Regions from separate parts of the Mus musculus genome. Here regions 1, 2, 3 and 5 are each linked to region 4. Evidence: chromatin contacts called from public HiCAR-type, HiChIP or PLAC-seq and promoter capture Hi-C data. All regions are on one chromosome and are shown on one strand. The core of a region is the stretch at or near the end of the contact, and the rest is flanking DNA. Distances in the headings are between cores, read along the strand shown.

Region 1 (5,924 bases), core at 334-2,833, 2.7 Mb after region 4:
AATTTGGAGCTCAGTTTTTCCAGCCTGTGTGATGTGAATCAAATGTCCTCTGTTCCAATGGAAGAGTGTATCTTCTATCTCTTTCAAAAGAGTCAGGCAGGTCAGCTCTCCCTTAACCCTAGAAACTTTAAAAAAAAAATCCTGAATTTCCCGACCACAGTAATCCTGGAAAGAGACTTACTCTATCTACCAGACCTTTTTTTTTTTTTTTAAGTCTTCTGGGCTCAAATATTATACCTTCAGTGCTTCAACAAAATTGAGGGACCTTGTTCCATTGACCCTTTTAAAATGGAAACAGGTGCAGCAGCTCTCCACGGTCAAACATTAGGCAGAGCTTGGGAAGTCCTGTGGAAGACTATAAGGAAATTTTGAGGGAGCCAGAGGAGTCAAGGACACCACAAGAAAACCTAGAGAGTCAACTCACCTGGGCCTGTGGAGGTTCACAAAGACTGAACCACCAACCAAAGAGCATGCATGGGCTGGTCCTAGGCCCTCAACACATGTAGCAGATGTGAAGCTTGGTTCCATGTGGATCCCTGAACAATTGGAGCAGCAGGAACTGTCTCTGACTCCATTCCCTGCCTTCCCCTAACTGGGCTGCCTTATCTGGCCTCAGTAGGAGAGGATGCTCTTAGTCCTGCTGTGACTTGATAGGTCAGGGCCAGCTGGTACCCACAAGGGGCATTCCTTTCTCTGAGGAGGGGGTGTGAGAGTGGGACTTGGAGGAGAGGAAGAAGAGGGGCTGCAATTGGGATGTAAAATGAATAAACGAATTAATGAAAAAAATGATAAACTGAGTCTGCCTGAGCACATCTGGACTGAGGCTCATGGTGTTTTACTTACATACAGCTATTTTTTAAAAAATCATGGTAAGGATTTTGAAAGACTTAAAAGATAAATTCCATGACCTCTCTGGAGCGACAGAAGACCTGAAAAGACCCTGAGGCCTGGGAAGTGCATGAGGCTGGTCTCTGCCAGCACTCCAAGGGTTAAACTCAAGCCAGAGCCTAACGTGCAATTGGCCGAACCTGGAGAGAAGATATGGTTTTCGCAGCTGCGGGCCAATGAACACTCCGAGTGGGAGGGTTTGAAGCTTCTAAGGAGTTTTTCCCCCCATTTTCCCCTCTCCACCCCCTCCCGTCGGTCCTCGCCCCCACCATCCTCTACGCCGCCAGTTTGTTAAATTAATGCAGTAAGAAAGTCTGAAGATCTGAGGGAGTCTGGCCAGAAGAAGATGGGCGAGCTTAGAAATTGGAGATGCCTGTGAAAGCTTGGGTTCTTGAGCCCTGCTGGGAAGCCATGGACCCCAGCAGCCCCTGAAAGTTGTGGTGGGCTCTCTTGCTCCTGCAGCCCCAAGCAATGGGACACCTTTCTTGCAGCGATCCCAACTTATTCGTCGGGGACCAGAGAACACGGACTGCAAGGCGGCAGCAGACAGGAACGGAGGCAGGGGAACGAGATTCCGGGACTCGGTCGCGATGCGCCAGCCTGGCACACTCTCCGACATCTAACTGAAGCCAGCACCGTCACCTGCTCCACCCCCCCCCCCAACCCCTAAAACCCCTCGGGCCAGCCCAGGGCCAGAAAGAAGATGCCAGCCGGGTCTAAGGGTCTGAGGCCAGGGCTCTGATCCCCACGGATTTCTTCCTTTCATGGAGCTGGCCATCTCGACAGGAAAATAAGGGTAAAAATAAAGAAGAAGAAGAGTAAAGAAAGAAAGAAAAGAAGAAAATATACCCACCCCCAAACGTGCCTCCCAGCGCCGCAGGGAGCCTCCAGCGAGTAGAGCTTCAGCCGCGCTCTTCCCGCCCGCAGCCGGGCTGGACGCTCTCCGTGGTGCTGAACCTGCACGACTGCCGCTGTCCGCGGTACCTTAGCTGCCTGGCTGCAATTCTCCCCCGGCTCTGACACCTCGTCCCTCTACTCCCTGCCCCCTTAAACATCTGGATTATTATCCCCAGTGGCGCTCTCTGGCTTCGTAAGTGCCCATCGAAAACATTTTTGCACCCCCATAACTCGTGGACTTTACAGCACTAGAATCTGGAAGATGTACAGCTTCAATACTCTGCGATTCTACCTTTGGGAGACCATTGTATTCTTCAGGTACGCGATTTTCTATACTGACCACTATCCTTATGGTGCAATAGGGGTTCAGGAGGAGTAGGGAGGCTGACTCTGCCGCGGCTTCATCAATTGGGGAGGGGGTGCTGTGTGCTGAAGGCCCTTCCATCCCTCTCCTTCCCCCACCCCCCACCCGCAGGGTGTCTGGCTGGTGCGTGTAGGTCCCAGACAGTGGCTGCTCCTGGTTGCTCCGGCAGCGGTTTGCCTGTTCTTTGCAGTCTGTCTGCTTACTGCACTCCCCGCAAAATTGGGGCCCCAGCCCCCTAGCCCCTCTGCTCGTTACCCTTCACTCGACTGAGGACTTAAGGGGAAGCTTTGTGAGTTTTTTAGTTTAATTGGGACCGCATTCTCTCAAACCGCAGTGCTGGAAACCCCGGGTCTCCCGTCTGGGAGCGAAGTGACAACTAGCGGTGACGCGGAAGGTTGCAGTTGGACTGGCTGGGCACAAAACAGCATTCTGTCTCTCTTTTTGTTGTTTTGCTTCGGGGTCAGGGGTTTCTGTAGTTTGGAGCTGGGAAAAAACGCAGTTATGACCGCAGCTTACAAAGCCCTAACTTAAATGCAGATCAGGCCTATTTAATAATAGATGCTAGAAAATATTTTCCTTTTATAACTTTGACTCCCTCCTCCCTGATACACGCTTCTTTCCAAACTCTGTTACAACAGACCCTCCGCTACTCCAAAGGGCAGTTCTTCTTTATGAATGGATGCCTATATCTGCTGCCATAACTAGGCTCCCCACGCCCACCCACTGACTCCTAATTCTCTGCTTACAGACTTGGCATTCTTGTCTTAGTCCAAGTGAAAAGTGAAAAATTACATCTTTAGGAAGTATTGAAACAGATAGGCCTTTCGAAAGTGGGCAAATCATGCCGTCTTCAGAGGAGATGATGATAAATTCCATCTATATGAATTGAGAAATATTCTTCCCAGCTCTGCAGAGATCGTTAATCTTCCTCATTCTAGCGCGTCTGCTTCTCATGTTTTACCACTGTGGTGAGTTAATAGGCATTTGGAAAAAAAAAACCCACTCCGCTTGTTCTAAAAGCTAAACGACCACCAAATAAGATCTTCTCTGATTGTAAAACAGAATGTAAACGTGATTTTATTGCACTGCAAAGAGTTGCTGGTTTGACTGATCCATTGGTTGGTGGTAGGAGTGAGGCCTTCTCTCCCAAGTGACAATTTCTGAAACTGAGCCTCTCTTTGCGTTTTTTCCCTCTAGAGATGATGAAGGTTCATCTTCCCAGGGTTACCCACTGCTAAAGCTTTTAATGCCCTCTTAAAATAATTTTTAGCATCTCATTGTCCCAACCACAGCTTAGACTGTAAATAGCCAAATATTTTTTTAAGTCCAACATTCCAAGGCCTTGTGAGATTTACCTACTTCGTAAGATGGATGAGGTGGGAGGACTAGAAGAGTCTTGTCCTCTACGCACCCCCCATTCCTTTTTTTCTTAATGCAATACTTGATTTTCTTCTCCCAGACATGAGCTTTCACCAAAAAAGGAGAATCGGTCTAAAAGGTCTGCATTGTAATCGCTCAGATAAGGGTGAGGCTCCACTGTCTTAATTCTGCAAGTGAACTGGTGGTGGCCCAGCAGAGTCTCCCTTCCCCTATATGGGTGAAGGCACCTATGAGCAGCAATGGGCATGATGGAGAACTCACTGTGCTTATGAAGAAATGAGAGGCATGACTAGAGAGATCCGGATCGTGCTGCTGCTGCTGTGGTGGCGGCGGCAGCACTATCGAAGCCAGAGAACTGGCTACTCCACTTCAGGAGTTAACGTTCAGACCCTTTGCAGTTTCCCAGAGAGATGAAGCCAAGGGGGTCACAAAGGAGTTAACCACGGAATATGTCCTTGTTCAAATGGCACTTGCGTCTCTAATCCTTTCATCTTTTACATTTTAGGTGAGACATACAAAGAGCCTTAGCATTGAGGGTAAACAGAGGCCAGCAGCTTCCTTGCAGGTTACATGAGAATAACTACTCCTTCTCACCAAGGGACAGGCTTAAGAGTTAGAGTGAGCCAGTGTGTATATTCCCAGGGCTCAGGCCCTTCTTAGATCAAGTGAGGCTTGCCACTCACCTGTTTGAGATTTCAGAAAAAAACGTGGGGGCCACCAGGGGGCTACCTAAGGTGCTGCATCGCATCTGTGAGCAACCAGCAAAGCAGCAACATCAACAGCAAAACAAACAAAAACAGCTGAAGTGAGTGGTGGGGGAGCCTCACGTGCTACCAATGCAGGAAGTGAATGGAGGCCTTGGAAAGGCAGCTGGGGTCCGAGGAAACAGCATCAATGCAGTGTTCATTAGCCGTGTCTGCACAAATACATGGAAGCAATTTGGCTGAAGTCCCTGCATTCAGGTTAAACAGCCTAATGTTTTAAATTTAATATGTAACACCCTGTGATCCAATAACATAAATCTCGTGTCACTCAGAGGTCAGGGCCTTATATCTACAGGGGCTAAAACTAATATTCAATTTTTGATTAATTACTTAATACTGCAAACACATTCCCTTTCCAACCCACCTTTAAACTAAAGGGAGTATGGCTTTGATTCCCGGAGTCTTGACAGAGGCTTATAGCAAGGATGAGACTAGTATAACCCCAACAGTCCCTCACCTTCTCAATAACTCAGACAGTCATAATCTGTAACAATGTTTCTCAGCCCCTGCACTTTCGGCATTTTGATCTTTGTAATTCTTTGTCATGACGTCTGCCCTGTGCGTTGTAGCAGTCTGTCTGCTGCCGGTAGCGTTTTTCTCCCTGATCACAACAATCAAAAACGTCTCCGGACACTGCAAACTACCCCAGGGTACAGTGTGAAGGGACAGGATTTTTTCCAAGTTTTGAATGACAATAGAAATAAATAAATTTTTAATCAGCTGCCCTGATGCACTAATCACAATAATGAAAAAGTCGAGATTGCTTGAGGTAACAACCCCTGGCAGGATACCCAGCATGTCCCACTGAAATAGAAAAGGATCTAGTTTAAGCTTCAGCAAGGGATAAATACAGGAAGGCGTGAAGCAAATCATGGGTGATTCTCCCAGGAGATCACCACGTTTTCCTTAAGTACCACTTCCATTTCCCATCCCGATAGACGATACCTTGTACTGAGATCCTGTGTGTCAGTCCCTTGCTAAGAAAGCTGATCAAAACCTCAAAATAAGGATGTCAATTCTAGGATGAGAAAAAACATGGTAAATACATTGTTTAATGTCTCTATCACTCTGGAAAGATAGATGACTATTTTCCTAAGATATGCCCTCTTGGAAAGGTCCCCAAGCTTATCAAGAAGGGCAGACAACCACCTGGATCTTTCTCCCTGGAAACATCTATGTTCTCCCCGAGTCCTTCCCACTGTATTTTGGGGTACTGCAGAACGCATCTAGAAGTTTCTGAAATGGCCCAAGGACTTTTTCCTAAGATAATAAGCCTTTAAGGCAAGTCTGCATCAGGGACAGCCAAACTGTCAATCAGTCCACCTGCCCTCTGGAGCTTAGGGAAGATGGGAAAGAAATGTCATATGTTCATTCCCAACCGGCAGTTTGAACAAGGCCAATACATGGAATTGTACGTCTGCACATAACGTCTGCAAACTTGAGAAATTGGGACGGACCCGCCAGGGGCATGTGGGAAATTTATCTTAGGAATGGTCTTATGAAAGACTGCAGCTAAATGGGGCAAAGGAGAGAGTGGAACAGCTACGGTCCATGGGTTCTGACTTCCAGAGTCAACTCTGCTCTCATCCTGCGACACAGTTGTAAGAAGGCTCTATTTTCGACTCAGATGG
Region 2 (5,531 bases), core at 2,563-5,062, 2.5 Mb before region 4:
GGGTATGGGGGACTTTTGGTATAGCATTGGAAATGTAAATGAGCTAAATACCTAATAAAAAATGGAAAGAAAAAAAAAAACCACAAAAGAACCCAAACAAAAAGAAAATCCATTGAAAACTGTACACAGAGGTTAAAGGTCATTCTGGTGGGCGCTGGGAAGATAGTAACATTGAGGGAGACACAGAGGAGGAAGCCTGGCTCATGCGATTTCACAGGGGATCAAGGGCTGTGTCAGGACCTATGCCAGGGGCCATTCTTGTGGTATGTTGACCAAGCTTGTGGTTTGTTTCATTCTGCCATGTCCCAAGAATTTGAGTGATGCTCAATTTAGAGATAATGGACTAATTTCTTTGACAGAGGAAAAGTATGTAGGCAAGCTTAAAGTTTCAGAGAAGAGTGCAGACAACAAAGCAGCCATAACTGTTACAGAGACCGAATGGAGTTGCTAAAGAGAAGCCTGGCACTCTGCACGGTGACAATAGAAAAGTGTTTCTTCAGGGTCAGCACATAGAAGCTGATATTGCTGTGATCCAAGAGAGCTAGGCTATGGAGATATATATTATATACACCTCAAGCTGGCAGCATAGCTTGACATACTATCTATGTAGTACTGGTTTTGATGGCAAAGATGCAAGATTGAGAAAGTCATGGAGGGCCACCAAAGCCAGAACTGTGTGGCAGGGTCAGAGTTCCTGAGTGGCCACTGTGTGAGGCTGTGAAGGTGAAACCTAAACTGTAGTAGATACCCTAGGACTTTGGAGATGCCAGAATCATGGGTTATCTAACAAGAATGGCCACAGGTGTGGAGTGGAGCTAGCCCAAAAGTTAAGCTATGTGAGCTAGCAGGGCTTGAAAATGGATATGCCCAAGCTTTTCCGACCATAGCCGATTTTTTTTTTTCCCGAGACAGGGTTTCTCTGTATAGCCCTGGCTGTCCTGGAACTCACTCTGTAGACCAGGCTGGCCTCAAACTCAGAACCGCCTGCCTCTGCCTCCCAAGTGCTGAGATTAAAGGTGTGCTTAGCCCCAGATAGTATAGATAGAGCTTGGGGACTTGGTGTTTGCACTGCTGAATTTTTGTTTTGTTTTGGTCCTTAATATGCACCGATCTTTCCATTTTGAAAGGGAAATGTTTATTCTCTATCAGTATATGATTTCTATTATTATTATAGCTCACTGTTAAGACTTTGGACTTTTATTTTGTGGTTTTTCAAGACAGGGTTTCTCTGTGTAGCCTTGGCTGTCCTGGAACTCATTCTGTAAAACAGGCTAGCCTCAAAGTCAGAGATATGCCTGCCTGCCTCTACCTCCCAAGTACTGGGATTGACTTTGGACTTTGTTGGGATTTTAAAAGTTGAATTGTTTTTTTATATTATGAGATAAGCCTGAGATTTGGAGAAGGAGGAGTGAAAGTTTACGGTTATGGCTTAAAGCAGTGTTTGTCAAATTTATAAGTGATAAGGTTGTTTTGTGTTGCCAACTTTACACAAACCTACCCACTATGGGAGGCAAGAGACCCTGAACTATACACAAGCAGAGAAAGAGAAAGAACTGGGTATGAGCACACATTAATACATCCTGCACTCTCGCTCTTTTTTAAAAGATTTGTTTTATTTATATGAATACACTGTAGCTGTTTCCAGACACACCAGAAGAGGGCATCAGATCCCTTTACAGATGGTTGTGAGCCACCATGTAGTTGCTGGGAATTGAACTTAGGACCTCTGGAAGAGCGGTCAATGCTCTTAACCGCTGAGCTATCTCTCCAGCCCAACCTGTGCTCTTTACTGTGGATGTAGTGACAGCGCTCTCACATTCCTACTGCTCTGACTTCCCTGCCATGATGTCATGACTGTCAGTTATGTTTCTATTGAGGTGATCAGACACCATGAACAGTTAAACTCAGAAAAGAAAGCATTTGATTAGAGGCTTGTTTGCACTTTCAGAGGGTGAATTCATGACCATTATGGTGGGGAGTATGGCTGCAGACAGGCAGGTGTTGGAGTAGTCACCAAGAGCTTATATTTTGAAACAATCACCAGGCAGAAAGAAGAACAGGGCCTGGCATGGGCTTTTGAAACCTCAAACCCATTCCCGGTGACTCACCTTCAACAATAAAAGCCAGACCTCCTCATTCTTCCTAAACAGTACAATTGGGAATCAAACATTTAAATATATGCGCCTATGGGGACCGTTATTAAAACCACCGCAGACTATGACCTGAAGTGTAGGCCAAATAAATCCTCTTCTCCCTTAAGTGGCTTGTGTATTTTTATCACAGCAACAAGAAATAAATCTAAGACAGGGACATAGATCCCCGGTGGGATCCACCATGTCTCTGACTTGGCACCAGAACACTAGATCCTTGAGGACTCCCAGTAAAGGCAGACCCTCCTGGCTAGCTGCTTCCCAGCTTAAATGTGGGCTTGGCAGTCCCTGGTCAGTACACATTGTTTTTTGCTCATACTGCAGTAGGGCTGAGAAAAGGGTTCAGACATCCCCTAGGCAGTGGCTATAGGGTAATGGGAAAGAGAACACGCCCCTGCACCTTTTTTGTTTTGTTTTGTTTTGTTTGTTTGTTTGAGACAGGGTTTCTCTGTAGCCGTGGCTGTCCTGGAACTCACTCTGTAGACCAGGCTGGCCTCGAACTCAGAAATCCACCTGCCTCTGCCTCCCAAGTGCTGGGATTAAAGGCGTGCGCCACCACTGCCCGTCACCCCTGCACTTTTATCAGGTTCCTAAAGAGCTGAGAGCTTTCTCACAGATGTTCCTGGGTAGTAGAGTGTAGTTAAGGAAGGGGGAAATGGGAGAGAAAACATAGATTTTTACCTCCTGGCTGAGTCACAGGGACCACCTACATAAGTTCCTAGGTTCTTGTGTCTCAGGACAAAGAATTGTATCAGAGATGCATAGTTAGCAATAGAGGCAATTTACTTAAAAAAAAAAAATTTACAAAGACACTCAGGTAGGGAATGGGCTAGTGATCTGGAAGAATGCATAACCTGAAGTCCTTAGCCATTACCTGCCTTCTCCAGGCCAAGTTTTTCTCTTGCATGCTGTTTGTTATTGAGTAATCCAGGCAAGGAAGGGATCCCAGGCACTATCAACTGGCATTGATTGATTGATTGATTGTGTCTGGGTGTTTTGTGCACTACACGTGTGCTGTGGTCGTAAGGCCAGAAGAGGGCGTCAGACGTTACTGCAATAGCTGACTGTTGTTAGCTACCACGTGCCAGAAACTGATCCACAGTCCCCTGAAAGAGCCGTTAGTGCTCTTAAGTACTGAACAATCTCCGCAGCCCCCTCATACCTTATTCTTGACGTCTCTCTACACATCCCTATTCTTTTGCCACACTTGCATGTGTTACGAGTTTGGCAATCGGAGGCGGAGTTGCATATTCAATTTGAAAACCAGGAACTTTATAGAAACCAGACAAGCATAAAACCTGACTGGGAGGAAAAGGCGTTTTAGGGCAAGCACATCTACAGACCTTCAAAATCTCTGGATTTGTCAGCCGGGCAAGTTCCGGTCAGGAGAGGGGGGCAGTTGACGCCGCGGAGGCAGAGGTAACCTTCGGACTGAAGGTGCACGAGTTCTGGTCTGCAGATGGGAAAGGAGAAAGGTTAAGCTGCTCAAGTCATTGTAAAGTGTGAGAACTGGGGGACTCAGGCCCCCAGCGGCCGAAGCCACGGTGAAGGGCAACAGGGCCGAGGCCAAGGGTTGGGCCTCTCAGGCTGTGAGGGCGGGATCGTCGCGCGAAGCGCTCTGGGAGTGGTAGGCGCTTTCTTTCCGCTCTCCTTCAGCCACTCGTTCTGGGAGCCCAAGGACGTCCAGGCGGTGGGCGCAGCGACTCGCACTTTGCGACTTGAAGACTCTTTCCTAAGGCGGATCCCACCCCCTCGCCCTCTTGCGCGCGGCAGCTTACAGCAGGCTTCCGGCGTGAGGTATTGTGGGCAGTGTAGTCCTTCTCGCAACCTCCCACCTCGTCCGCGCGGCTCACGGGACTACGTTTCCCTTCGGCTCCCGCGCGCCCTGAGCCGCGTCGGCTCCAGCCCCCGACGAACCGAGAGTCTCCAAGATGGCCGCGTGGGGAAGGAGGCGTCTGGGTCCGGGCGGCGGCGGCTCCCGAGAGAGGTAAGCTGGGCTCGCGACCGCGGGCGAAGGTCGACCGCAGAGCCGGCGAAGCCTCTGTGCCACGCGCGACTCCGGATCGTGTGCCCGCCACGCGCGGGGCCCAGTCCGCGGGGGCTTAGGTGTGGGAGGAGCGGGGCGGCGCGACGGCCAGGAGCGAGGGGAGCGCGACTCGGAGGGGCGGCGACCCGCAGCCGGGTGGGCGGTGAGCCAGGGTGAGTAGCTGCGAGGGCCGCCACGCTGTCCTACCGAGCGTCCTGTGGGCTCCGGGCCGCTGGCTCGCGCACGTGGCCCGCTCGGCCTGGGCGCCCGGTGTGGCGTGGATGGGCTCCGGGGAGAGGAGGAGGGTAGAGGCTCGCGGCGCCGTGTGCTTTATAGGGGCGTTTGCTGAGAGCGGCAGCGTGCCGGGCGCGCCTCCAAGAGCCTGAGCCTGGCCGCCTTGTGAGCGAGCAATCGTCGCCACTTTTTGAGGGTTCTCTTCGAGCACTTCTGCCCTAAGTCCTTTGTAGTGACCTTTCCTACTGAATGCGTTTGGGGGCGCTAGGGGTTTTGTTTCTTCCAGTGATTTCCGGATGACAAGAGTAGTTGACGTGTTTCGGGTTGAACTTGTAGCCTTTTCCTTCTGGGAATTATTTTTAGCTAATAGGTTACTAGAAGCTGTTCAACGATAAGAAGTTTGGGGAGGTGGGTGTATATCGGTGGCGCTACTGGATTAACCTGCCCAGTCGGTCTTGCTAAGTCCTCCGCATTTTACTGTGGATGTCAGAAAAAGGAAAAGAAAAAAAAAAAAAGCAAAGTTTGACTTTTTCCCCTCCGTTTCCAATGAGTACTGTCAACCATAAAAGTTGTGTCTCAACTAATCTGCGTTGTTCCTTTTTGACTGACGCATCCCATGTTTCTTGCTATTGCATACGACAGCTTTTCCATCCCACACTAGTCTTCCTGCTTGGCAGAAGTGGTAGCCAGTTTTACTCCTGAGTTCGGTTATGCTAAATAATCCGTTCTGCGTTTACTGTGACATGGAAAAGCAGTGGCGAGGAGTGTTTGTTTGTTTGTTTGTTTGTTTGTTTTTTCCCTAACTCCCACTTATTTCTTAGATAAGAACAGCCAGAGAGGTTATCTTGTTTTCCGAGTCCTTAAATCCCTAAGGATGCTTTCAGGATTTTAATTTCAGCCCAACAGAAGGGAAGAACTTTCCTAATATTTCTGTTTGCTTGTTTTTAGAGCCACGTGTGTAGAGTCATTAGAGTTACTGTGTAGCTCTCTCTGGCTGTTCTGAAACTCACTCTATAGACCAGGCTGGCCTTGACCTCACAGAGGCCCGCCTACCTCTGCCTCCCAAGCACTGGGAATAAAGGTTTGGGCTACTGCACCCTGCCATACTCTTGTTCTTGGAC
Region 3 (5,596 bases), core at 2,146-4,645, 2.6 Mb before region 4:
GTCCTTGGGACCAGTGCAGGGTCCCTAGTCCCTGTTCACTTCTGATCCACTCTTGTGCATTTGGCAGAATACTTAGCATCGTTTCCCAGATCTCACGGTGCTGAGTGGCTCAGTGAATCAGCTGACTGCAGGGGCATCAGAATGGGGTCAGGGGAAGCAAAAGGCCACAAGCTGCAAGGTTCCTGGTGTGTGACACTCTGTGGCAAAGGCAAAAGCACAGGGACCAAAAACTGGTCAGGTAAGTGGGGGAGGGGTTGAAAGAAGCTTCAGGTGGACTTTGTTTTAGAAGAGAACTGGAAGTGGTGGTTCATTGGCTTGTGGAATGCCTGCTCAAAGGAGCTCTTACTGTATATAAATACTCCTTTAAATTTTGTTAAATGAGAACAAATAGCAACCATGTAGGTCCATAGATCTGAATTTTACTATTCTATCTACATATGTGCTTGAACTCATGTATAAACCCCACAGGGGGCTCTTCCCCGCCCCCCCCCATCCCCCTCACCCCCTCCTCCAGGCTGCTCCAGACCGCTGGCTCCTAGTGAGAGTCCCTTGTCCTGCTGACCCCATAGCAGCCAGCAGTGTTCCACCACCAGCGCCTTAATGTAACCCAAATGCCTTTGCTTTAGCTCTTTTTTCTGCCAGGCTGTTTTCCCTTCTCCCGCTACCACCCAACTCGCGCTCACCCCCTTGACTTCCCTTGATTTCCTTGGAGTCTTCCTTAAAAAGACTCCATCTCAGCTGAAGCCTGTTGTGGCCACCCTGTCTGAAGCCTGATTGCCTCCAGGAACACATGCTCCCAGAAGCAGCTGGAGTATCTGCTCCGTCCGTTTGACCTCTGCATCCCTCAGGTGCACTCCTGTGAAGCAATACCACAGGCACAGAGAGCTTCCTCTGCTTTGCTCGTTTGTGTCCCCACAACAGCACCTGCTCCACAGGAGATGCTCAATACATACTCCATGGATTTTCAAGGGCACCCAAGTAAGTCAGATCCACTCGCTGGTCCATCCTCTGGTCCTCGTGAGACTCAAGCAGGCACAGCCACGGGGAAGCTTGCTTCTGACACTGAGTCACTCAGTAACTCCAGCAAATGTTTTCATTGCTCACGTCGTTCTTTTGTTTTCCAGAAAGGACTTTATGTATTTGGTTTGGGTGGGCAGGGTTTCATAGAGCTCAAGCTGACGATGTAGCTGAGAAATGCCTTGAGCTCCTACCTTCTTTACCTCCCAAGTTCTAGGATTACAGACCAGCACCATCGCTGGCTCCCAGAAAGAATTTCTGTAGAGCTTACAGACCCCAGCAAGGAAAGAGACAGAAGCAAAGAAGAAAGAGTCAAAGAAAAGAATCTGGACTGTGCTTAGCCAGTGGATCTCCACCTTCCTAAGGCTTCGACCCTTAATACAGTTCCTCATGTTCTGGTGACCCCCTCCCCCAACCATAAAATTATTCTCATGGCTACTTCATAACTGTAATTTTGTTACTGTTATTAATTAATGTAAATAGCCATTCTCCAATGGTCTTAGACAACCACTGTGAAAGGCTGGTTCGAGGGTCACAACCCATAGGTAGACAACCACTGTGCCAGGCCCTATTGGAGGCTTATCAGATCAGACTCTCCCCTGGTCTAGACTGGCTGGTCAGATGCCACGTCTGTAGACATAAATGCACAGGAGGACTTCCCCAGGAAGTGGTGCTTGGGCAGTAGTCATCCAAAGGCCCAGCAGCCTGCAGATGAGTGGCCTGTTCAGACACTGTCCAGGAACATATTTTGACCATCTCCACTTACATTCTTTGGAAGTGACGTCACCTGAGACTCACAGGTTTTAATCTTCCTTGTTCACAATTGCCTCCAGCTCTGACTCTGCCAACCAGGCTCCAGGCCCTCTATGATGGCTGGATCCCTTTCAGTCACTTTGCATATAATGACACACCTCCGCACTGCCTTCTGTTTACAAACGCTGTGACACAACACCCACTTGTTAAAAGGAAATTATTTGCTCAGAAAAGATTCTCTCAGTAGTATGTCTGACCCCCCAACCAAGCAATAAAAATGATTGGAAGAAGGCAAATAAAAGATTGGGGGGGGGGGTTACAGAGGAAAGTGTTCATTAAATGGGGACTAAATGGCCTGGCAGCCTGGGCAAAGGTTCAAGAGTCAGTCACTGCCACTAATGACAAAATGCCCACTGCAACTTACAGAACTCTCTGTGGCAATGTGAGGTCGTACACTTGGAAAAGGATCTTGCAGTTTTTCACAAAACAAAATATCCACTGGCTATAAAACTCGGCAGTATATTCCTGAGAGCTACCCTAAGGGAATGCTGGCCAGACGACATCCACAGCCTGTTACTCATAGCAGCTCCAAACCAAAACAACACAACAACCCATTAACACGTGATGGAAAACTGGTACCTGCTTCCTGGGAAATCTCTGACACACTGGTGAACATGATAGCAGCAACAACACAGCTGATGACAGGTGGAAGCGAAGAAACCAGATACGAAAAGGTAAATACTGTGTAGTTCTTAAGAAATAGGATGTTCTTAGGAAAAGCTGTTTAGTCAATAGCGCTAAAAGTCAGGGAGCATAGCTACTTCAAAAGGAAGAAATCAATTGGAAGGGAGCCCACGGAGATCTCCATTTAGCTGTAAAATGCTTCCTTGTTGGTCTGTCCCCCGCCTCTCCCCCACCCCCAGCCCCCGCCACGCACACAGACACACATTTTGTACAGGTTTGAAGTTACAGCCTTCAAGCATTCCACTGAGGTACTCAAACTTTAATGTCTGTGTGGTGGTCTCATAGATGTGGACATCAAATTTGCACGGTAATTAACAGAATATGATTCTGTGAACATCCATGGTCGGCAAGCTTTCCTAATACTGTACTTCTAGAGAAACACTGGCTCCTGGGTAGCTAGCTCCCTAGGGACCTCATATTTCTGGCTTTCTTTGGGAGGGGTGGCTTTTCACCCAGTCCCAAACATGCCTAGGGGTAATCTCTCAATATCAGCTACAGCTGCCCGAGTGGGTGGGCTGCATAGCTCCAGCCCGCACGATTCCAGCAGAGAGTAGGTTTGCCTGTCAACACCTTGCATTTGACGTTATCTATTGCCTCAGGCTTGCAGTGAGGCTAATGCCTAATATTAAATGGCTGTCGCGGGGAGGATCTAAATTACCCCATAGGTCATTGCGTGTTTTGCATATGGGTCCGTGTGGGTCCTAAAAGTCATTCTGGGGCATTCGGGAGGACAATCGGCGCCCTGGATGGACCAGCACATCATTGTTGAAGCCGCGAGCGAAACGGGCAGCGCGGTCTCTTTAAGAGACGCCAGGAATGTATCCAAACAGACAGTGCGCGCAGCGCACGTGACTCACAGCTGATTTCCGGCCCCGCCCCCTTCTCCGGCCCGCGCCGCCGAAGAGTCAGTTCGCTGCGGCCCGCGGTCCCCAGTGTCGGCGCGCGCGATGGCGCACGCTACCCCGCCGAGCGCACTGGAGCAGGGCGGCCCCATCCGCGTGGAGCACGACCGCCAACGCCGCCAGTTCTCCGTGCGCCTCAACGGTACCGAGCTGCCTTTGTTTGCGCGCGCGCGGGCGGGACGGGGCGGGACCTGCGGGCGGACGGACAGATGGATCCCGGGGCGGGAGGGCTCCCGAACCCCCCGACTGGCACCGCCGGAGCGCGTCTGCCCGGGCAGCCCGCACCTGCTAGCGCAGCCGGCCTCCGACATCGCGGACGGAGGGCTGCCACCCTGGGTCCCAGAGAGCAGGTCACTGGTGGCCTGCCACCCCCACCCCCCGGGTGTTCGGTTGCTTCCTGCCGCCGTGGAGGAGCCTGCAGGGGCCTGGGGCATAACCTAGGGAATATGTGGCCTGGAGGAGGAGGCGGGTAGGTGATTCTGAGACTTTGGCCAGTTTGTCTAGTCAATGTGTGCATCGGTCTCCCGGAATCTGCAATGGGGATAGCTGGAGTGCAAACCGCTTTGGATGAGATGCTGTGGCAGTAAAAGTTCAGAATGACACATTTGGTGCACAGCAAGTGCTGATAAACATAGATAAATGGCTACTTTTCAACAGATAGAGAAGTCAAAGCCTCATCTGTAGCGTTTGTACCAGCAGACCGACACTCCTCCCATTGATTCTAGGGCTGGAAAAGATTGTGGAATATGGGACCTTGAGCTCTCTGTAGCCCACTCCTCCCAGCTGGGCCCTCTGGGGAGACCCGACTTAGCCACTGCCCATATTATTTTGATTGGAAGGATGCACCACTTGAGTGTGGTCGGCCAGTAGGTAGGTTGTAAGCAGTCAAGCATACGCAGCCTATCCTGACTTCCTGAGCCAACCTTCTGTGACCTGCACTTGGAGGCCAGGTCTCCCGTTTGTGCCACCTAACCACCGTGGGGGCAGCTATCACTTCCTGTGTTGTGACATACCGCCCCACTTACAGATGAGTAAACTGAGGCTGGGAGTGCAGGAAATGGGACCTGCCCAGCTTTAACAAGACCAGAGGCATATTCAAATCAGGGCCCAGCTGCCCCTTGCCCTATTCTTTCCGTAGAGAAACAAGTCCTGCTGTCATGCTGATGGTAGCTCAGCTGACTGTGACACTTGGCCCTGATCCCTTGAGAGGCCTTATCTGAGGGTTTGTTTGTTTTTTGTTTCTTTTTTCTTCAGATCCTCTTTTCTGAAGTTTTCTTAGTTCCAGTGAGGCTTTTAGTTCCTGGGGACTGTGGAGGCACATCAGATCCATAAAGAGAAAGGCAGAAGCCTTAGGCTTCTCTCTCTTTCTTTCTTTCTTTCTTTCTTTCTTTCTTTCTTTCTTTCTTTCTTTCTTTCTTTCTTTCTTTCTTTCTCTCTCTCTTTCTTTTCCAAATGGGTCCAGTCAAAAGGACAGTACTCTTGAGAGCTGGCTATGAACAAATGATATCCTTAAACTTAACCGTTCTGCAATCTGCTGCCCCGTTGACAGAGAGACAGAATTGCTAGAGGCGGGCAACCTCGCCTCGGCTCCTCCTGTACAGCCTGGGCCAACAGTTTACTGAGTACCTACTATTTACCCAGGACTTGTAGGGCTGCCAGTCTAAAGAAGGAGATGGGTCTCAGATGAATTGCATAATATCTCATAAAACCAAGGCCTTGGGAGGCGTGGTCAGGCAGAAGGAAGGGTCTATTGGGGCAGAGCCACTGTTTGGCATTAAGTTCCAAGCAGGTGGTATTTAAGTAGAGACCTGAAAGAGACAAGAAACAGCTGTAGCTGTGAAGAAAGGCACTGTGTGAAAGAAACCTTTGAGAGCAAAGGCCCTGCAGTACCCATTGTGTGTTTCAGAGCAGCCAGGAGTGGTGCAGGCATAGAAGAGCGTGACAGGTAGGATAAGGCTAAGAGGTCAAGGAGGCAAATAATATAGGAACCAGAAATGTGAGCTTGGGTGTGGCTTCAACCTTCAGTGCTGTGGGGTCCTGAAATGCCTTGTAAAGAGGACAGATGCCATGGACCAGGAACCCTAAGGCTGTGCTGATGGGAAGCGCACTGTGGGGTATGACAGTGGGGAGCTGGGTGCTGCACAAGTCCAAGCAGTGTGATCAGGGGTGTGAAGAAACGT
Region 4 (5,637 bases), core at 1,565-4,064:
CTCTTCAGTCTACTGCCTTCGCCTATATGATTACTGAAAAAATACACAGAACAAGAGGTTGATGAACGATAGCAGGAGAGAAGGTATTGCCTGCGCAGAATGAAGGATGTTTCAGGGAGGTGCAAGAAGTGCATTACAGGCCCTTCTCATCCAGGAACAGAGAGTTCCTTCTTAACTCACTATCTGTAATCTTCCAGACCCTTTGCACAGTGAATAGGAGCTGTGCACACCAGACAAACCAAGTCCCTCACTTTACTGACAAACAGAAGCTCAAAGAAGCTAACGGTTTCACAAATTCCCAAATCATGGAACTTAAGTGACTTGAATATCTATCCCAAGACTTCTTTTTTTCAATGCACTCTCTCAGTGGAGGACAAATCCTCAGAATGGATGAGAGAAGCTGAGTTGTTGTCAATGCAGCATCTTGAAGCACAGCAGAAATAAATTACTGACTCATGCCAGAAAAGAATAGCTCGCCAATGCTCCACTATAAGGTCACAAACAACCCAAGGAGCTGAGCTTCAGTACACACACACACACACACACCCCAGGACCAGACTTACTTTCTTTGCAATTCACTGGCACTACCCAGTAAGGTTTACTGAAGGAGAAGCCCAAGAATTCAAGCTCTGGGATGTTCTAGCTACCTAGAAGGAGCTAAATCATGTTCCCAGTAACAGCATCTCAGATGCAACCTATCTGAATAGCAGCCCTGGACCCCAGACATACAGCACGTATTAGCCATTATCAGCCCATATCAGAAACTTTCCCATACAGTCCATTTAGACAGTACCCTGAAACACGATAGATAACTAAGCTTGTCCTAGCAGGCCATCTCCTCCACAATGACCACTCTTCCTCATACCAGTTCCCTGAGTCTCTTACACAACCATCTCTCTGGTTTACCAACTAGACTGTGCACATTCCATGACAGTAAACTATCCTGACATTCTTTTGGTAAGCCCACAATTCCAAGAGCCAGAAATATATATTAAAGGCCAATCACAACAGAGATAAATCCTTGCAATATAAAAAGTTTCCTGCTGATCATGGTGGCACACACCTAATTTAATCCCAGGAGCAGGGAGGCAGAAGCAGGCAGATCTCGGAGTTCTAGGCCACCCTAGTCTACAAATCAAGTTCCAGGACAGCCAGGGCTACACAAGAGAATCCTGTCTCAAAGAGAGGGGGATGGGGAGGAGGGAAGGGAGTTGATTTCCTTACAGACTCAAACCTTACCGTGCCTTTCAAATACCTGAAAGGTCTCACAACTCAAAATGATTCTGAGAGACATATCTAAGAAGGTAAAAGGTGGGGGGGGGGGGGGGGAGATTTCCTCAGCCTCCAAACTGCCTCCCAGTCTCAGCCATCTCCTCTTGCCTCCAGGATATGTAAGATACCTGAGCTAGCAATCTTTTTGCTTATTCAGAAAGAAGAACAATGAGTGGTTCTATGCCCCAAGCACTCAGGCAGGGTCCCTGCTCTCCATCAGCACTTGTCACACTTGTCACACTGAACCGCCACGTTTTATGTACATGTCTGCTTCCCTTTCCCACCCCAGCCCACTGTGAGAGAGGAGTCTAAGGCCTCATTGATCCCACAGCTCTTCAGCAAGTCTGGCCTCTGGACTTCTGACCTCCTCCATCAGCCTTCTCACCTGTATCCTAGGATCCAGTTCCTCCTCCTCTCTAGGGGACAATTTGGTCTCACTGCTGTTGCTTCCACTTCCTCCAGGCTCCTCTGCGACCGGGCTCCTAGGGCCCTCATCCTCTACCACCTCTGACCGAAGTTCCCCCTGCGGAGTCTCCCGGCCCCCTGCAGCCTTTTTGAGATCAGCCATGCTGGCTGGAAGAGGGCAAAGCCCTATGCACAAGAGAGGGCTGGCATGCTGGGAGCAGGGCCCCAGTTTGAGGCTTCCTGGACTTTGGATGGAACAGAATAGGGCTTTCTCTTCTCAAAGGCCGAAGAGAAGCAGCACAGATGGGCCTCGCGTTCAGTTAGAGGCTGAGCTTCGAACTGCTGAGGAGGTCCTTATAACTAAAGCTTCGTCTGTGCAAAAGTTCTTCACACCTCACCACGGGGAGCCCACCAAGAGACCCCAGCGGCAACAGCTCCAACTCAAGGAGCAAAGGGGGCCTGGATCCTGGGCCGACGCCTGGGAAGAGGAGCACCATTCGGGAGGGTGGAGGCAAGCGCCTCCAGGCTGTGGTGGCAGATGGAGAGAAAGCTAAGTCCAAGCAGAGGGTGGGAGATGCGCCTCTGGGGAGCTGCAGGAGACACAAAGGTCAAGTTACATAGGATGTCAGCATCAGAACCTTGGCCAGCAGCCTCCTCCGCGTCCTGGGTCTCCCCAAGATACCACTGGTTTCCCAACACACACTCCCGAGATCCGACCAGTCCCCCACCTCAACTTCTTTCCTCCGGCCTCAAGGACTTTAGGTCCGACTCTGCTCGCGTCCCTGTTCCCTCCACAGTCCCTCCCCTTCCAAACTTCCCTCTGAGCCCCACCCTCTCTCCTCCACACCCTTTTTCTACCAAGCCCGTCCCCCTCGGTCCGGCTTTGCAATTCACCTTCTATCCCCCAACCTTGCCTCTCCAGCCCTGGGGGCCATCTGAGCCTCCAGGCTCCAAGCGCATACTCTTCCGCGGACCCAGCGTCTGAGTCCCAGCCATCCCATGTAACCAGGCGAAAAAAAAAATGCCCCTTCCCGGCTTTACCTCAGTTTACCTTGCTTTACGGGGAGCGTCTACGGAGCAAACAATCTTCCCCCTCCCTCCGCAACAAGACCGTCCAACCAAAAACGCCCTGGCAGAGAGGAAACGGAAATACGCCATCGCGTAAAAACGCTATTTTTTTTTTTCCTCTCTGACAAGTATTGCCCGATGTAAGCTCACGCTCGGCGTGCTAAACGTTCAGGGTCCGTACAAGATGGCGCTACTCTACATCCGACGTCGCCTTTCCTAGCTCCCAGTTCACCCGCCAACCAAGCCTAAATAAAATGAATGCATGAGTAAGAGTTGCTGAGGAAAACTACAGCAGGTGATGAAAATCGATAGTCCCTCCCAATTCGAGAAATGCTAGCAATAGTGTCGTACGCGGGAGCGGCCATCGTTGCTTTAGGAACAGAGGCGGGGCTAAGGACTGTCACTGCCTGGCGCGACCGGAGGTGATGCAACTTCCGGTTTCGGCTAGCTCCTATCTGGGTATTGCTAACAAAAACGAAGTCGTTTTTCAAAAGTGATTTTTTTTTTCCTTTTCTTTTCTTTTTTCTCGGTTCAGTGAATCCGGCGGACTCTAGGTCGAGACAGGTGGGTGAACCTCTCCCGACACCTGCAGCGGGCGCCATCTCTCCCGCTAAGTAGCCGGCCTCACGGGACGCCGGCTACCGCGTGAATGCAGAGGATCTCACTGTTAGCTCACTTTCCTAGAGTGGGAGGAGGAGGCTCGAACTTAGCCCAGTGAGCTCCCTGCTTCGTTCATGGGTGGTCTGGATACCAGTGCTATGTGTGGCTTGCAAGACGGACCGAAGCCATGGATGGGATGCAGGATGGATGCTTGCGTGGTACAAATGTCTGACGGCCTCGGGGCCCCAGGCTTTTTTTCTGGAGATGAAACACGTATCCGGGCCCAATTCTCTTCCCATTGGGTTCTGTTGAACATAGCCCGTGTTTAGTAAATCGGTAAAGAGTCTGTTTAGTCAAGAGCTGCCTTCCTATCTGTGAAGGAGTCTTTAGGTGTTTCTAGAGGCATGAGAATGGAGGAGGACGGGGTTCCACAGTCTGAAGTGAAAGGAATTCCAGAGCTGGTCCCTGTTAGGGTCCAGGAGTCGCCCCACAAACCACAGGAATATCAATCTCAGTCAGACAGGGATAGTGTATTGAATGCACACCCCACGGTCGGTAGACATAGCTTAGACTCTGGAACTGAATGCTACTATCATGAACTTCGTTTCAGGGTCAGTTTATATAGGCAGAAACCCATAATGAACTCACAAGCAATTGCGGGGAGGGCTTGTAGGGTTATTGGCCTTTTTCCAAGTTGTGTGTGTGTGTGTTTAAATAATTTAGACATAACAGTTCAAGTTGACTTCTATCTTGCTTAGCTCTGAGTGAAGTCTGCAATTGGGGAGTTTGCAAGAAGAACAGTCCTCAAAACATGGTAACAAACCTCTGAACATACCGGGATATATGGTCAACATGACCACGGTCTGAGCCAGACTATTCTCTGGGTCAGCAGTCAGTCTAATTTCAGTGGCAGCAGTATGAGATGGCACTCATACTGGCAGGCGAGAAGCAAAATGGCTACAGCTATGCCAGGGAGGCAGTGCCAGGGGAACAGGCTTCAACTGTCTATGCTGTAAGTCCAGTTTGTGTCTAGTTAGCAGTTACACTAAAAAGTATTCTGTGGCTTGTCAAAGAACGATAAGGAAGGCCGTGTAAACAGTGGTTCTCAACCTTCCTAGTCCTGCGACCCTTTAAAGTGCTGTCCCCCAACTGTAAAATTATTTTGTTTCTCCTCCATAACTGTAATTTTGCGACTGTTATGAATTATAATGTAAATATCTGATATTCAAGTATGGTATCAGGTATAATATGTGACCCTCCCCCAAAGAGGTCACAACCTACAGGTTAAGAACTGGTATAAAGGATTGTACAGCTAGATATAGGAGCCAGTACAGTGGGGGAGAAATAGGACTCCAACTAGAGATGAACAAGGGGGAAATTTGTAACCAAAGATCAGTTTTGAGGGTTAGTGGATGAGAATGTGATTCGAGGGAAAAAAAGGGTAAAGGGGTCTGGCTAAGCCAACCTAACTGGGTTCTTGCTGAAGACAATCCTGGAAGGCTTGTGTCTATAATTGGGAGCCTGGCATACAGAATTGGCAGAGGGGTGGTCTTGGTAAACTCCCTTCACAAAGTCCTTCATTAAAACTAGGTTTTACAAGATAGTGTTTGGATAGGCCTAGAAAAAGGTTCAGGCGCCTGACCAAAGTTAGACCAAAGAATGTTTCTCCAAGACTAGGTAGGGCATGAAGGCCCTGTCTTTCCTAATGACTGCATAGCAAGATGTTTGGCTCTTGGCTTCCTGAGAAGGGTTCTCCTAAAGAGTAAGAAATGCATGCACTACCTTAAAGGGATAAAGGAAGGAGACAAGTTTGTAGGCCCCTTTTAGGAAGTGCTCTAAGAAAAGGAAGTTGGGACTCTGTTAATCCCAGGAGTTGCTCAGAATATCTAGTGCTTTCTCCTGGCAGTGTTGAACTTTCTCAGACAGTTGTTTCCATGAAGCACGGGGACCTGGTCCTCCTAGGAACAAGACCACTGGTGCTAGAAACCCTGCGAGGATTTAGTTACCTCTTAGTACAGGGTTTTGGATGGAAACATTAGGAACCAAGAGGTCCTCAGTTCCTAGTTCTCCCCTTCCATTCTAACCCTGTGAGTAACTGCTTAAAGCCTGGGGATTTAGTACACCGATGGGGGTTTGCTTAGCATGCCTGAGGCCCTTGATCCAACCCCTTCTCCCAATACACACACACCTTCAGAAGTGCAATATAAAAAGGTATAGACCGAGGAGATCATTCAACAGTTAAAAGGCACCATCTGCCAACTCAGACAGCCTGAGTTAGATCGCTAGAACCCA
Region 5 (5,882 bases), core at 2,661-5,160, 2.1 Mb before region 4:
TCTGAAAATACAGGAAAAGATACAGCATCTTTTGAGGAATTTCTATTAAGACCATGAGATACCATTTCATACCCACTGAGATGACTATAATCAAACAAGTTTGTAAAGTGTGAAGAAGTTGGAGCCCTCATATACTGTCAGAGGAAATATAAAATGGTGTAACTACCTTTAAAACCACTGGTAGTTTGCTAAAGTATTAAACCTAAAGATTCTATAAACCCCGGCAACTCTATCTCTAGGTTATCTATATTTATTCAAGAGAAACAAAACCATGTGCACATAAAAACTTGCATACAGCTGATAGTACATACATATAGTCCTAGTACTTGGGACAGGGAAAGTAGGAAGGTCACTTGGAGTTAGGGGTTCAAAGCTAACCTAGGCAATATACAGAGATGCACACCACCAAACCAAAAATCTGTATATGAATTTCACAACAGCATTAATGATAATAGCCCCAAAGTAGAAATAACCTAAAAGTCTATCAGCTGATCAATGGCTAGACAAAATATAGGCAACGTTTACAAAGAGCAACAACAGAATGGAATGAAGTACTGACATGTGCTGAGACATGGATGAGCCCTGAATATATGCTATGTAAAGAAGCAGGTCATGAAAGGAAAACTATGTGACCCTATTTATACAACATGTGCGGGACAGGTAGAAGATGAACCTAAGTTTTTGGGTTTTTTTTTTTTGTTTTTTTGAGGATGGGTCTCATTCTGCAGCCCAGATTCTGGCCTCAGGTTCTGAATTTTGGAATTACAAGTGAATACTACCAAATCTGGTCTCAGAATAGGTAAATCTGCAGAAAAAGATTAGCCTAGGATTGGTAAGTGTGATGGCTGAGGTGTACAAAGGTTTCTTTTGGGGCAATATAAATGTTCTAAAATCTGGTGATAGTTGTATAACTTTGTGAATATCCTAAAAATCATTAAGGGTACACCTTGAATAGGTAAACAGTATGGTATGTGGAGTGTATCTTAGCAAAAGTACTTAGGCCAAACAAGCAGGTATACTTTCATTGATTTGACTTCAGAGTCCATGCCTTTAACTGCAACAATATTCTGCTTCCTAAAAATAGTTTAAGTCAAACAAGAAAAGCAGGAAAGAAGTTGAATTATGAAAGACAGAACTTTTCTCAGAGGGCTGAGTCTAGAGAAGACCAATTAACATAACAGTTCCTATGCCCCTACCTGATCACAGTAACAAGCTCACTGGCAGAGATGTAGGGGAGCATTCCGTGGCACGACCACCAACCATTCCCACCACTCGGCATTCCACGGAAGGATATGGGCTACCCGACACCTACCAACCATGCCTCTAACTCAATCACTATTTCCACTGATTCACAAGGCCCCTGTCGAGGCAGGGAACAACAGACAAATGATAGGAACAGACTTCCCTTTGAAACCTAGTTGCTCTGGCAGCTATGAACCTATTACATCAGAAATCAGTAAATGGGCATAAATTCAGGGCCACTCTAAACATGATCCATGTAGAGAACTCACTTCCAGAATTTTATGATTGAATGAATTAAAAAAACAAAAAGCCTAATTTTTTTCATACTATAGTATCACATCTTAAGGAGGAAAAAAAATGATTATCACAGTAGGTAACAAGACTTGAAATAACTCAGTCACAGCTTTCCAATGACAATAAATACCATACTTCATGATAGAGCTTTATGGGGAAAAATTACATTTAATAAGAGTATGGTTTTCCCAATCTCAAAGCTGAGAGAACTATTTCTACAAATGGTAGGAAAGAAAAGAGCTGATGAGTGTGCTGCAGTTAGAAAGCAGAGACACTCTCGAGTCTTTGGAGTGGGAGATCTATTTGCTCAAAAGAATCTGAGATGGGAAATTAGAACCAAGGGTGGTGGATGCTGTACATGTTCAATATACATCTCCCCGGGCCCTGGGGCAGTATGCACCTCTAAACCTCTGGCTTTCAAGGAACAAGACTTGGGGAACTACCTAGGAGGTGGCATTAGGAGAAAGCACACAAGGTGGGACAGGGAATTGGTCTTCTGGCAGACAGTTTAATACCTAGAAAGAAGAGTATTGTGGAGAGGGGAGATAGATAAAAGAGAAATATCTACTCCCACCAATCTCCTTCAGTTGGGAAAAGCTTCAAGGGGGAGAGAAAGAGGTGGAGTTCTGGAAAAGAAAGGCCCAGAGAAGATGAAGCTGAAGTTTCAAAGTTGTTCAGGGACTGGCAGCCACCAGCCAGTACTCAGATATCCAGGTCAAATAGGGGGAGGTAAGTGGACACAAAACAAAACTGTGTTAGATTTCCCAGTACTTAGGCATCTGAGGCTCGGAGGAAACTCTGGAGCTATGCAGATAACAATCAGCAACACTACAGCCAGCAATAGCAACCAGCTAGATCAAGGTGCGAGGTCTGGGGAGAGGCCAGGGGGACTGCCAGGGATGGGAAGGAGCCACAGCAGGGTAGGGTAAGAAGCCTGGGACAGGAAGCAAAGTGTAGCAGCGGATGCCTATGAACTGACTGACGCCGGGTTTTGGTACTGGAAGGCCCCACGAGACAAGGTCTTAACACTAAGTGGTGCAACTGGAGATATTTGGGTGTGAGGCTCCCTGGTCTTTGGGGAGCCTCAACCTCTGTGGGTTGTCTCAGCCAATGGAGGGAGGTTGGCCACCTCTCCCCCGTCAGCAGTGGGCTGACTGAGTTCTCCTAAGGAGCAATGTCCCTGGCACTCAGGATGGAGTTGGGGTCAGAGGAAAAGCTTCATTCCGGGAGAATGTGACACTGGCCGCTATCGAGAGGTACTGAGTTTGGGGCAGCCAATGGAGAGTTTTTCAGGATCCGACAGGGACTGGTGGGAGGGCTGGCTGGTGTAGGGAGGACAGGACTTGGGAAGAACCGACTCAGGCTAAAGGACGGCTAGTCATGGGGGAGCTTCCGGATGCCCAAGCCGGCGAGTCAAAGGCTCTAAGTGTGGGACAGTCTTCGGGGTCTGTCGGAGACTGGCCACTACAGGCTCTGAGTCTAGGGGTGGGCTAGGGGTAGGGTTCGAGAGTGTGACATCAGCTGGGCAGGTCCCGGTGGGAGGCGCCGGGTGCAGGAGGCCCCGGCAGTGAGAGGGCCTGGTCCGCGGCTGAGGGCTCGAGGAGCCCAGGGCAGGCCCGGCCCGTGAGCGCCGCGAGGAGGCCCTCGGGCCCGGCCTTGCCGCCTGGCGCTCACCTGCAGCACCACCTCTACGTCGTACGAGTTCCCCTTGCTCTTCTGGTGGCCACGGAACTTGGAGCCGCTGTAGAGCAAGCTGGTGGCCACGCCGGGCTGCTGGGTGTTGATGGGCGGCGGCGGGATGAGTGAGGCCGCGGATGTGGTTGAGGCACCCGCCGGCGGGGGACACTCGGTGCGGACCGGCATCGCGGGGTCCCCCGGAGCCAGGGCTGGGGGAGGGGGAAGGAACCGCCGCCGCCGCGCGGGAGCCGAAGCTGCGGGGAGGGCGGACCCGGGCGCGCACGCGCGGGGGAGGGGCCGGGGAACCACCCGCCCGCTGAGGCCAGACCAAGCGCTCGTGTTGCCACCTGGACCCGGAGACCTGCAAGCAGGGCCTCCCAGACCTGAGCTGGGTCTCCCTTCCCACTTGCCCTCGCGGGTACACACACACACACACACACACACACACACACACACACACGCACGCACGCACACACACACACACGCGCATACACACTCACTCACTCATACACACGCGCTCACACACACACGCGCGCGCTCACACACACACAAACACACACACACTCTGCAGCTTCCAATTGGCGCGGGCGCGCTGGAGAGGCGGGAGCAAGCTCACGCGGCGCTTCCGCCCATTGGCGGACAGAGAAAGCACGTGGCGCAGAGCGCGAACGGCCCTCTGGGACTTGTAGTTTTCTTCCCGTGGCGCGGCATGGAGGGGGCGTGGCGAGCACGTTTATGATGCTGATTGACGGGGGCGGGAGTGGCGCGCAGCGGGGCGCACGGCTGCGACGGCGCGCCGTAGGTGTCATGAGGAAGATGGCGGCGTGCTGAGGAGGCTGAGGGCTATGAACCCTTGGTGAGAGGTTTCCGTACAGAACCAGCGAGGGGTGTGGGGTTCTCTTCGCTCTTTTCCTGTACTCTGTTTCCACGCATGTGTCCACCCAGGTCCTTGGGCAGGATGTGGCGAATCTACCCCCGGCTGAGGGACCGGTGGCGCGGTCTCTTGGACCGGCGTCTCAGTGACCCCACCGTCTCAGTATGGCCGGGGCCAGCTCCGCAGCCTCCGGCCCGGGCCTATGTCCCGCCAACAGGTGAGGCCCGGACATAATGTGACTTTTTGGTCAGGAGCCAAGTCGGGCTCACCTGGAGGAAGGTTTCTGACGTGCAATGCGGGGTGACAGGCAGGGTTCAGGCCTATGCGAATATTTAGAGCAACAGAGTTCTGTTTCAATTTGAAAAATGACATCCAAACAAGTGCGAGGGTGACTTTAGGGGACACAGCGTGCCCAGGACACGAGATATTTGGCTCTTGAGGCTTTTCTCAATTTCCTTTATTTTTTCTTTTCTTTTTATTTTTTCGGGGATAGGATTTTTCTGTGTAACCCTGGCTGCTCTGGAACTCACTCTATAGACCAGGCTGGCCTCGTACTCAGAGATCCTCCTGTCTCTAGTTCCTGAGTGCTACCACCACTACCACCACCACCACCACCTCCCAGCTTCAGGGTTTTTTTGTTTGCTTGTTTGTTTGTTTGTTTGTTTTTCCTTTTAAAGGGGAGCAGGTGTCTTAGTTGGATTCAGAAAGGAAAATTTGGGCTTTCAATCAGGACATCCAAGGTCACAGAGCAGACTGGTTGAGGCTATGGAAGGCAAAGACTGACCTGACTGTGTTGTGTCCTCATGACTGTGTTGTGTCCTCAGGACCCAGCAGAAGACTTGGCACAGAGGCAGGCCTTAAGTCTTCCACCACACACAGCACACTTCCTTAGGGGTTTGCGGGCCCTCTGTCCTAGTGCAGTGCCACAGCCTCTGCATTCTCTGCAGCTTTCTCTAAGTGGGAGTTTATGCCAGGCTTCTTTGACCTACTAAGGACTGTAATAAGACTGAAAGAAGGTTATTTCATTGCTTCTGAAAGAGAGATTGCTACAAGTGAGGTTCACTTCAGTGAATGAAAAGTAGTGATGACCTCTCTAAATTCAGTTAGTTGTTTTGTGTTGAGGGCATGTGGTCTCACCTGAATGATTCTCAACATCAGATGCAGGATTCATTATGCTTACGAAACAATAGTTTGCAATATATTGTGATATGGGAACTATGAAGGACTTAAGAAATCACAAGGATGAGCGTGTACAGGGTGATTGAAAGGGCATTTAAACTGGGGCTTGAGAGATGAGTAAGAGTTTGATGGGGGAGAAAGGGGGTGTAACATGTCCAGAGGTGATGACTGGGTGTTAGAGGTCTTGCTGCAACACTGCCCTCATTAGGCAACAATTCCATAGGCAGTTTGGCAATTGGCATAAGAGTACAAACCTGGGGTCTGTTGTTGGCAAAATCTCTGAGGTACTGTGGTCTTGGGCATGTATGATGTTGCTTTCTTTGGTGATCTGAAGCATGAGATTGCCTTTAAGAATTCTTTAGGCTGTAAATCCCATAATTTCTTGTTTCATTTAGTGTGTATATATCTGTGTGTGCACTTGGCATGCACATGGAGGTCAGAGGACAACCAGCAGGACTTGGTTGTGGCTTTGAGGGACTGAACTGAGGATGTTGGGTTTAGTGGTCAGCGTCTATACGTGGTGAGCCGTTCAATGGTCTATAGCCCATGATTTTATATAACTGGGGAAGGGAGTGGATGCACCAGGGAGCTGATTTTTGCTTATCAGGACACAAAC

What was found. Promoter capture Hi-C pulls out the DNA fragments that hold promoters and counts their contacts. HiCAR-type assays count read pairs that join an accessible place to other places. HiChIP or PLAC-seq counts read pairs in DNA pulled down with a chosen protein or histone mark.
Region 1: a contact with region 4 is called in a HiCAR-type map of astrocytes, with 7 times the contacts expected there. The contact joins the promoter of Glra1 here to the promoter of Sh3bp5l in region 4. A contact is called at or near these places in 2 of 115 datasets of contacts at active chromatin or transcription factors (astrocytes and embryonic forebrain).
Region 2: a contact with region 4 is called in an H3K27ac HiChIP or PLAC-seq map of thymic regulatory T cells, with 12 times the contacts expected there. The contact joins the promoter of Tmem11 here to the promoter of Sh3bp5l in region 4. A contact is called at or near these places in 1 of 39 promoter capture datasets (pre-B cells), 1 of 115 datasets of contacts at active chromatin or transcription factors (thymic regulatory T cells) and 1 of 9 other capture datasets (liver).
Region 3: a promoter capture Hi-C map of pre-B cells shows a contact between it and region 4, with 4 times the contacts expected there. The contact joins the promoter of Natd1 here to the promoter of Sh3bp5l in region 4. A contact is called at or near these places in 2 of 39 promoter capture datasets (erythroid cells and pre-B cells).
Region 5: a promoter capture Hi-C map of pre-B cells shows a contact between it and region 4, with 5 times the contacts expected there. The contact joins the promoter of Gid4 here to the promoter of Sh3bp5l in region 4. A contact is called at or near these places in 3 of 39 promoter capture datasets (liver, neutrophils and pre-B cells).

What each region holds. Positions count from the first base shown.
Region 1 is chr11:55,603,857-55,609,780 of GRCm38.p6, reverse strand. Glra1 (glycine receptor, alpha 1 subunit) reads left to right here and starts at 1,583. Exons shown (of 9, transcript NM_020492.4): 1 at 1,583-2,103. The coding sequence starts at 2,048. Gm51862 (a long non-coding RNA gene) reads right to left here. Exons shown (of 3, transcript XR_003949554.1): 2 at 5,239-5,311; 3 at 3,541-4,445.
Region 2 is chr11:60,877,319-60,882,849 of GRCm38.p6, reverse strand. Tmem11 (transmembrane protein 11) reads left to right here and starts at 3,812. Exons shown (of 2, transcript NM_173453.3): 1 at 3,812-4,137. The coding sequence starts at 4,082.
Region 3 is chr11:60,911,591-60,917,186 of GRCm38.p6, reverse strand. It overlaps Natd1 (N-acetyltransferase domain containing 1), which reads left to right and starts at 3,395. Exons shown (of 3, transcript NM_025294.5): 1 at 3,395-3,558. The coding sequence starts at 3,462. Gm39830 (a long non-coding RNA gene) reads right to left here and starts at 1,254. Exons shown (of 2, transcript XR_879908.2): 1 at 954-1,254; 2 at 1-197.
Region 4 is chr11:58,327,884-58,333,520 of GRCm38.p6, reverse strand. Sh3bp5l (SH3 binding domain protein 5 like) reads right to left here and starts at 2,814. Exons shown (of 7, transcript NM_024480.5): 1 at 2,729-2,814; 2 at 1,658-2,267. The coding sequence starts at 1,840. It also overlaps a transcript of Zfp672 not described here.
Region 5 is chr11:60,415,173-60,421,054 of GRCm38.p6, reverse strand. It overlaps Gid4 (GID complex subunit 4, VID24 homolog), which reads right to left and starts at 3,910. Exons shown (of 6, transcript NM_025757.4): 1 at 3,211-3,910. The coding sequence starts at 3,399. It overlaps Atpaf2 (ATP synthase mitochondrial F1 complex assembly factor 2), which reads left to right and starts at 4,021. Exons shown (of 8, transcript NM_145427.3): 1 at 4,021-4,304. The coding sequence starts at 4,145.